Linked DNA regions of Sus scrofa: region 2 is linked to region 1. The links are chromatin contacts, called in public HiChIP or PLAC-seq maps. All regions are on one chromosome and are shown on one strand. Each heading gives the region's core, a stretch centred on a gene start, on an enhancer-like site or on the middle of the called end of the contact. The rest is flanking DNA. Distances are from core to core; before and after follow the strand shown. Region 1 holds the start of CYP27A1 (cytochrome P450, family 27, subfamily A, polypeptide 1). Region 2 holds the start of PRKAG3 (protein kinase, AMP-activated, gamma 3 non-catalytic subunit).

Region 1 (2,960 bases), core at 309-2,808:
TTTTTTTTTTTAAAGCTGCAAATGATTCTAATGCCTGGATTTACTTTAATTTATCTCATAGCTCCCTACTGATGGGTTTTGATTGTTTCCAATATTTATCTGTACAAACAATGCTGTAAAAAATAATATCCTTGTATATCTGTGATTTTGCAAATGTGCAAGTGTATTCATAGCAAAAAAAAAAAATCCCTACCAGTAGGACTGCTGGCTTAAAAGTAAGTGCACTTTAAACTTTCAAAGCTCTGTAGCAATTTGTACTCCCTTGAACCATGATTCAGTTTGTTTTCCTACAACCTCAAATACATAGTGGTATCAAACTTTGATCTCTGTCAATCATACAGGTAAAAAATGGTTTCTGATACAGTCTGGATTTGTCTTTCTTTTATTACCTGCAAAGTGGACCATTTTTGTGTATGTTAAAGAGCCATTACAATTCCTCATCTATGAATTATCGATTAATTATGTTTTAAATTTTTATTCCATTTCATTCCTTTACTTTTAAACATTCATTTAAATTATAAAAATAATTTTTTGTTATTTAAGGATTCTCTTGATAGGTAAGAGAAAAAATCCAGCTCCATGGTATTTATGAAACTTCAAATCAGAATGACCTATTGTCACATACAGGTTCCCTATATTGGAGCTACTGGTCATACTCCTTAAAACAACTATGCTTACAAAATTAAAAGGTATAATAAAAAAACAAAATTAAGAATTTTGGGATACAACTAGAAATATAAAAAGTATATAGATTTGAAAAAGCTAATCAAAATTGAAAACATAGAAATACAATAATAGAAATTAAGAATTCAATGGCTAGATTTAACAGCAGATTAGACACAGCTGAACGGAGAATTAGTGAACTGAAAGAGACAAAATGATAGAAAGATATAAAAGAGAGGGTAAGAGACAGGAATGATAGTCAGAAGGTCTTTCATAAAAATACTCTGCAGTCCTAGAAGGAGAGGAGAAAAAAATGGGGTAGAAGAAACGTTCGAATGTCTGAAAACCTTCCAAAACTAATGAAAGATATTCAGTCACAGAGTCAAGAAATTCTATGACCTCCTAATGGGATAAATAAAAAGAAATCCATACCTAGCTACCACAACTGTCTGTCTAATTGTTGCCCCTTGAACTTCATATGCCCTTCCCACCTCTGGCTACCTGTAAATAACCACTTCTTCAAATGCTCTTGGAATAAGCTTTATCATCCTACTGGTTTCACCACTAATGGACGGAATAATCTCTGACCCCGTGTTTATTATTTTGTATGTGTATGCATCGTTTTTAACTTTTTGAAAATTTTAATCCACTGTACATATATGATATAAAGAGTTCACGAAATAATACTTTTTCTTGCAATATTTTTTGTACTATTTTATTCTTTTCCATCTTATTAAAAAAAAATTCGCTAAATCTGATCTCAACTTGCAGTTTGAGAAATCCTACCTCAGCAGACTGGAGAGTGTGTGGGTGGTGGGGAGGGAGAAGGGTAGAATTGCATTAAAAAAAAAAAAAAAAACCTAATATTTAAATTTGTTTGGCTTCCTCCCTCCAGGAATCAGGTGACCCTGGACACAGGGCTGTTTTGTTGTTGCTGTTGTTTGTTTTACTTTTTTGTTTGGGGGATTTTTTTTTTTTGCTCTTTCCTCGCTCAGCGCTCAGAGTCCGGGATCAACCCCTGGGGCTCTTCGGAAAAGCCAGCAGCCAGTTTAATCTCTCCGGGCTGAGGCGTTGCGGCTTTGGGGTGACGAGCCCGCTGAGCGTGAGGGCTGGACTCACTGGGTGAGGCCTCCAGGTCTTGGAAGCCTCCCGGGCTACACTCCTGCCTGGAGTTCAGACCAAGCGAACTTCAAGTTCTCCACGAGAGTTCGCCAAAGTGAAAGGTGGGGAGTCGCGGGAGAGGCGGCCATCGTCGGAGCTCTGTGGGTCCCCCTAAGTGCCCCTGTGCATCTTCTGCCTTGGCGTTGTCCGGCCCCTTCCCGAGCCTGGAGGCTGACAGTTGGAAAAGGGGGCTTCTGTGAGTTGGTTAAGTCCCGTTTGGAGAGACTGAAGACCGCGATGAAACCGGAGCAGTAAGGGGCCTGGCCAACCTTCGCCGGCCCACCCTGGGCTACCGGGGCCCTTGAACCCGCCCTTCCTGATTCGCCTTTGGGCGCGCTCGAGGCAGTCTGCACTCCAGATCTGAAGGTGCCGCAGGACAAGCCATGAATAGCATGGGTGCGCTGGGTGGCGCGAGGCTGCGGTGGGCGCTGCTGGGGACGCGAGTGCCCTTCCCTGTTCTGGGCTCACAGGGGGCCAGAGCCAAGGCCGCGATCCCCACCGCACTCCCGGCGGCCCAGACAGCGGAGGCTCCCGGAACCGGGCCTGGCGATCGGAGGCTGCGGAGCTTGAAGGAGCTTTCCGGGCCAGGGCGGCTGCGCCTCTTATTCCAACTGTTAGCACAAGGCTACGTTCTGCACTTACACCAGCTCCAGGTAACCCAGCAGGACCTCGCGCTCCGGGGATGCGGTGAGCTCGGGTCTGGAGAAGCTGGCGATGGGCAGACGTTAGACAAAAAGTGAAGGACACCAAACTTGGCTCGGGAGAGACGGGGGCTCTAGTCGCCCACTGGAAATTTGTAGGGCTTACAAACCGAAATGAACAGGTCGCGGAGTGTGATGAAGCAGGAGGCACCGGCCAGGAGGTGATTTGGGGAGGCTAGTTTTAAAAGTGGACAGAGGCTGAAAGAGGAGGGAACGGTGTGGGTAAAAGGATGGCAGATGCCAGTGTATAAGCTGCCAGATGTTACAGAACCACTGTGGGGATACTGGCTACCACAGACTTCTTCCAAAGGAAATGGCTTCTGGAGGATTACAGCCGTTTAGCAGTTGGCAGGGTAAATTTCCCCTTAGCAGAAAAAAAAAAAGTGTCACTTCTCAGGTAGTGAAAGCAAAATCGTTCACATTAAGGAGAAGGTA
Region 2 (2,960 bases), core at 316-2,815, 56 kb after region 1:
AGGATGTCCCGCTCTGTTGGGGGGTTGTCCACCTCGGCCAAGGGAGCGGCTTGGGCCAAGGGTGTGGCCTTGGGGAATGTGGCCTCCTGCCCGGTGGACTCAGCAACTGGCCTGGACTGGGGACCTGTTCGGGGAGCGGGAGGGAGAGGACAGTAACTCCCTCTTCCAGAGAACTTCCTCATCTGCTGTCTCCATTCATCCTCATTGCAACCTTGGGAAGCCTGAATGCTGTGGCCCCATTTTGCAGGTGAGAGAGCTGAGTCTCAGAGAGTCACAGAGAAGACAGTGGCTCTGTCCTGAGTTGGCCACCTTGGATCCCTGGACCCCTGGATCAGCAATGCAGTTGTCCTCCCCCTTGTGGGGAGACTGGCTGCATGATGTTATGTGCCTGTGTTATGGAGGGACCAGACCAGAGACGGGCCCCAGGTTTGAGGACTGCCCACTGCCCCCAGTCCCAGCTCCCCAGAACTGGCCTTGAACTCACCTTCCCTCGGGCCCGGAGGCCCCCCTTCCTCTACATCCTCCTGCCTTGTCCATCTAGAGGCCTTGTTCCCCTGGTCCCCATGGCTTCTTTCTGAGCTGGTGGTTACAGCTCGGGATGGCCATGAACGGCTCTCTCCTTGCTCTAGGAAGCTCATCTCTGCAAGGGAGAATGGGACCTGTTTGGTTAATGGGGAGTAACACAATAAATTCCATTAAAATGTTACTAATAATAATATTTAATATTGGGAAGCTTCAAAGGGCTTGTCCTCCAACAAATTTCTCATTCAACCCTCACGGCAATCTTATCCGAAGGGCATGGCTATCAGCCCTGTTTTACTAACGAGAGACCTGAGCTCAGAGAGGTGAAGCAATTTGCCACAAATCACACAGCTAGTAAGCGAGAAAGTCAAGAGAGTCCCAATCTCCAGACTCTATAGATGCCCCCTCTACTCTTTTGAAAGAGGGAGGAGGTGAGGGAGAGGGAGGAAGAAGAAACAAAGCGGAACAAAGAAGGCAAAGGAGAGGAAGACAAGAGCCAGGCGAGTGGAGTGGGGGAGATTGGGGTCCTGAAGACGTGGAAGAAAAGGAGGTGGGAGAAGAGCCTGGGCCCGCGAGCAGGGGCAGCCCCACCTACCTTGATGCTCAGGTCCCCCGAGGCTGCTCCAGGAGGGAGTCTGTGTGGAGAAGAGTGACTTTTGGGGTGGGGAAGACGCCCCACGTTCTGGACCACACGGAAATCCCTTCCCAGCACACAGGCACGGGTGCGCACAAACACCCCCCCACCCATGTATACACAAACACACAAACACCCAGCCCCAAACACTAACGCACACTACCTACCCAAACACACACACTCAGACACACACAGAACCGCACAGACTCACTTACACAAGGAGTATATACATGCGGACCCCCTCACACTCATATATATATACACAGAAAATCCTGGCTATGCAAGCACGCACGCGTACGCACATCCGCAGTGGTGGGCCCTCTGCCCTCTGGCCTCAGCTGCTCCAGCTCCCAGCCCCCCCGGGACCCCGGGACCCTGCGCAGTGCCTGCTCTAGCTCGGCAAGCTCCATGGAGGAGTGCGCAACACTGTATCTGGGCAGCACTATTCTGGGCCCGACCCCTGGCACCCTGCCCTCCTGGATCGGGTTCTCTCTGATTGGGTGGCAGGGAGCAGGGTGGAAGGGGTCCACCCGCTCAGCTGCTCCAGCCCAGCAGCCTGGGGGCCCCTGGGGAGGGGTGGGGCCCACCTGGAATCTTGATGCCTGGTCCCGGGCTGTCTCCTGGGTCTCCGAGGACAGGTGAGAAGGATCCTGCTGTGGGGGAAGCAGCTTGGAACTGGGGTGGGAGGAGGGGAGCTCTCAGAGCCCCCGCTGTGTTCCTACCGTGAGGGCCTCTCTCATTTGTCAGGCGCCAAAGGAGGGAAAATGCAAGCAAGTTGAGCTTAACTTTCTTCCTTGTACAAACTCCGGTCGTGGGTGGCACTGGGGTTAGAAAGGGCTAGTTGCAGCCAGCTGGGAGGCTGGGGAGGCGGAGTTCGTGGGTGGTCCCGGGAGGATGGCCAGTGTGTGTCCAGATGTCCCCCTCTGAGTCCCAGGAGACCGTCCTTCTCTCTGGTGGAGTGGGATGGTTGGGGCAGGCGGGGAGTTGTGAGATCGCCTTCCAGGTATGAAGTGGGCTTGAAGGCATGGGGCCTGTGCCAGTCCACAGTGTGAGAGACACCTGTTTCTACCTGCAGAGGTAGATCCAGGTGTGCAGGAGCCCCAGGCCCCCCACCCCACTGTGTGCGCTCTCCCTCTGTCTCCTGGTGCCAACGGAATCCCAGCAGGCTCCGTGGCGGCCCACCCCCCCTTCCTTGGCATTCCTGGGGCCTGAGTCACTGTCCAAATTGGTAACGCTGACCCAGCTGCTCCAGCTCCCCTCTCTGTCCCTCCCTCCCTCTCTTCTTTCCAGGCTCTTCCATCCCAGTCTCGCCATGGACTGGACAGACACTCAGTAACGGGTTACTGGGTTTCTCGATGAATGTAATGAACATATTCTCATCAGTTCTCAAGGCCCCTATATTGCCTAAGGGGCAGGTGGAGGAGACAAGAGGGAAGGGGCTTGCCGTCCGTGGGTGTCTTTGGTGGTACAGGGGGCAAATGCAGCTCTTCTTCTGCAGCATCCCTGTGGCCTCTGCCTGTCTGCTCCCTGGTGATGAACATGAAAAGCATCGCTAATGGGGAGTTCCCATTGAGGCTCAGCCCTTTAAGAATTTGACTAGCATCCATGAGGATGCAGGTTCGATCCCTGGCCTTGCCCAGTGGGTTAAGGATCCAGCGTTGCTGCAAGCTGCGGCATAGTTCACAGATGCAGCTTGGATCTGGTATTGCTGTGGCTATGGTGTAGGCCTGCAGCTGCAGCTCCGATTCGAGCCCTGGACTAAGAACTTCCAGGTGCTGCAGGTGCCACCGTAAAAAGGAAAAAA

What was found. HiChIP or PLAC-seq counts read pairs in DNA pulled down with a chosen protein or histone mark.
Region 2: a contact with region 1 is called in an H3K27ac HiChIP or PLAC-seq map of skeletal muscle. The contact joins the promoter of PRKAG3 here to the promoter of CYP27A1 in region 1. A contact is called at or near these places in 3 of 47 Hi-C or Micro-C datasets (heart right ventricle, psoas muscle and skeletal muscle) and 1 of 2 datasets of contacts at active chromatin or transcription factors (skeletal muscle).

What each region holds. Positions count from the first base shown.
Region 1 is chr15:120,808,328-120,811,287 of Sscrofa11.1, forward strand. CYP27A1 (cytochrome P450, family 27, subfamily A, polypeptide 1) reads left to right here and starts at 1,559. Exons shown (of 9, transcript NM_001243304.1): 1 at 1,559-2,477. The coding sequence starts at 2,208.
Region 2 is chr15:120,864,743-120,867,702 of Sscrofa11.1, forward strand. It overlaps PRKAG3 (protein kinase, AMP-activated, gamma 3 non-catalytic subunit), which reads right to left and starts at 1,566. Exons shown (of 13, transcript NM_214077.1): 1 at 1,459-1,566; 2 at 1,118-1,157; 3 at 485-640; 4 at 1-124. The coding sequence starts at 1,566.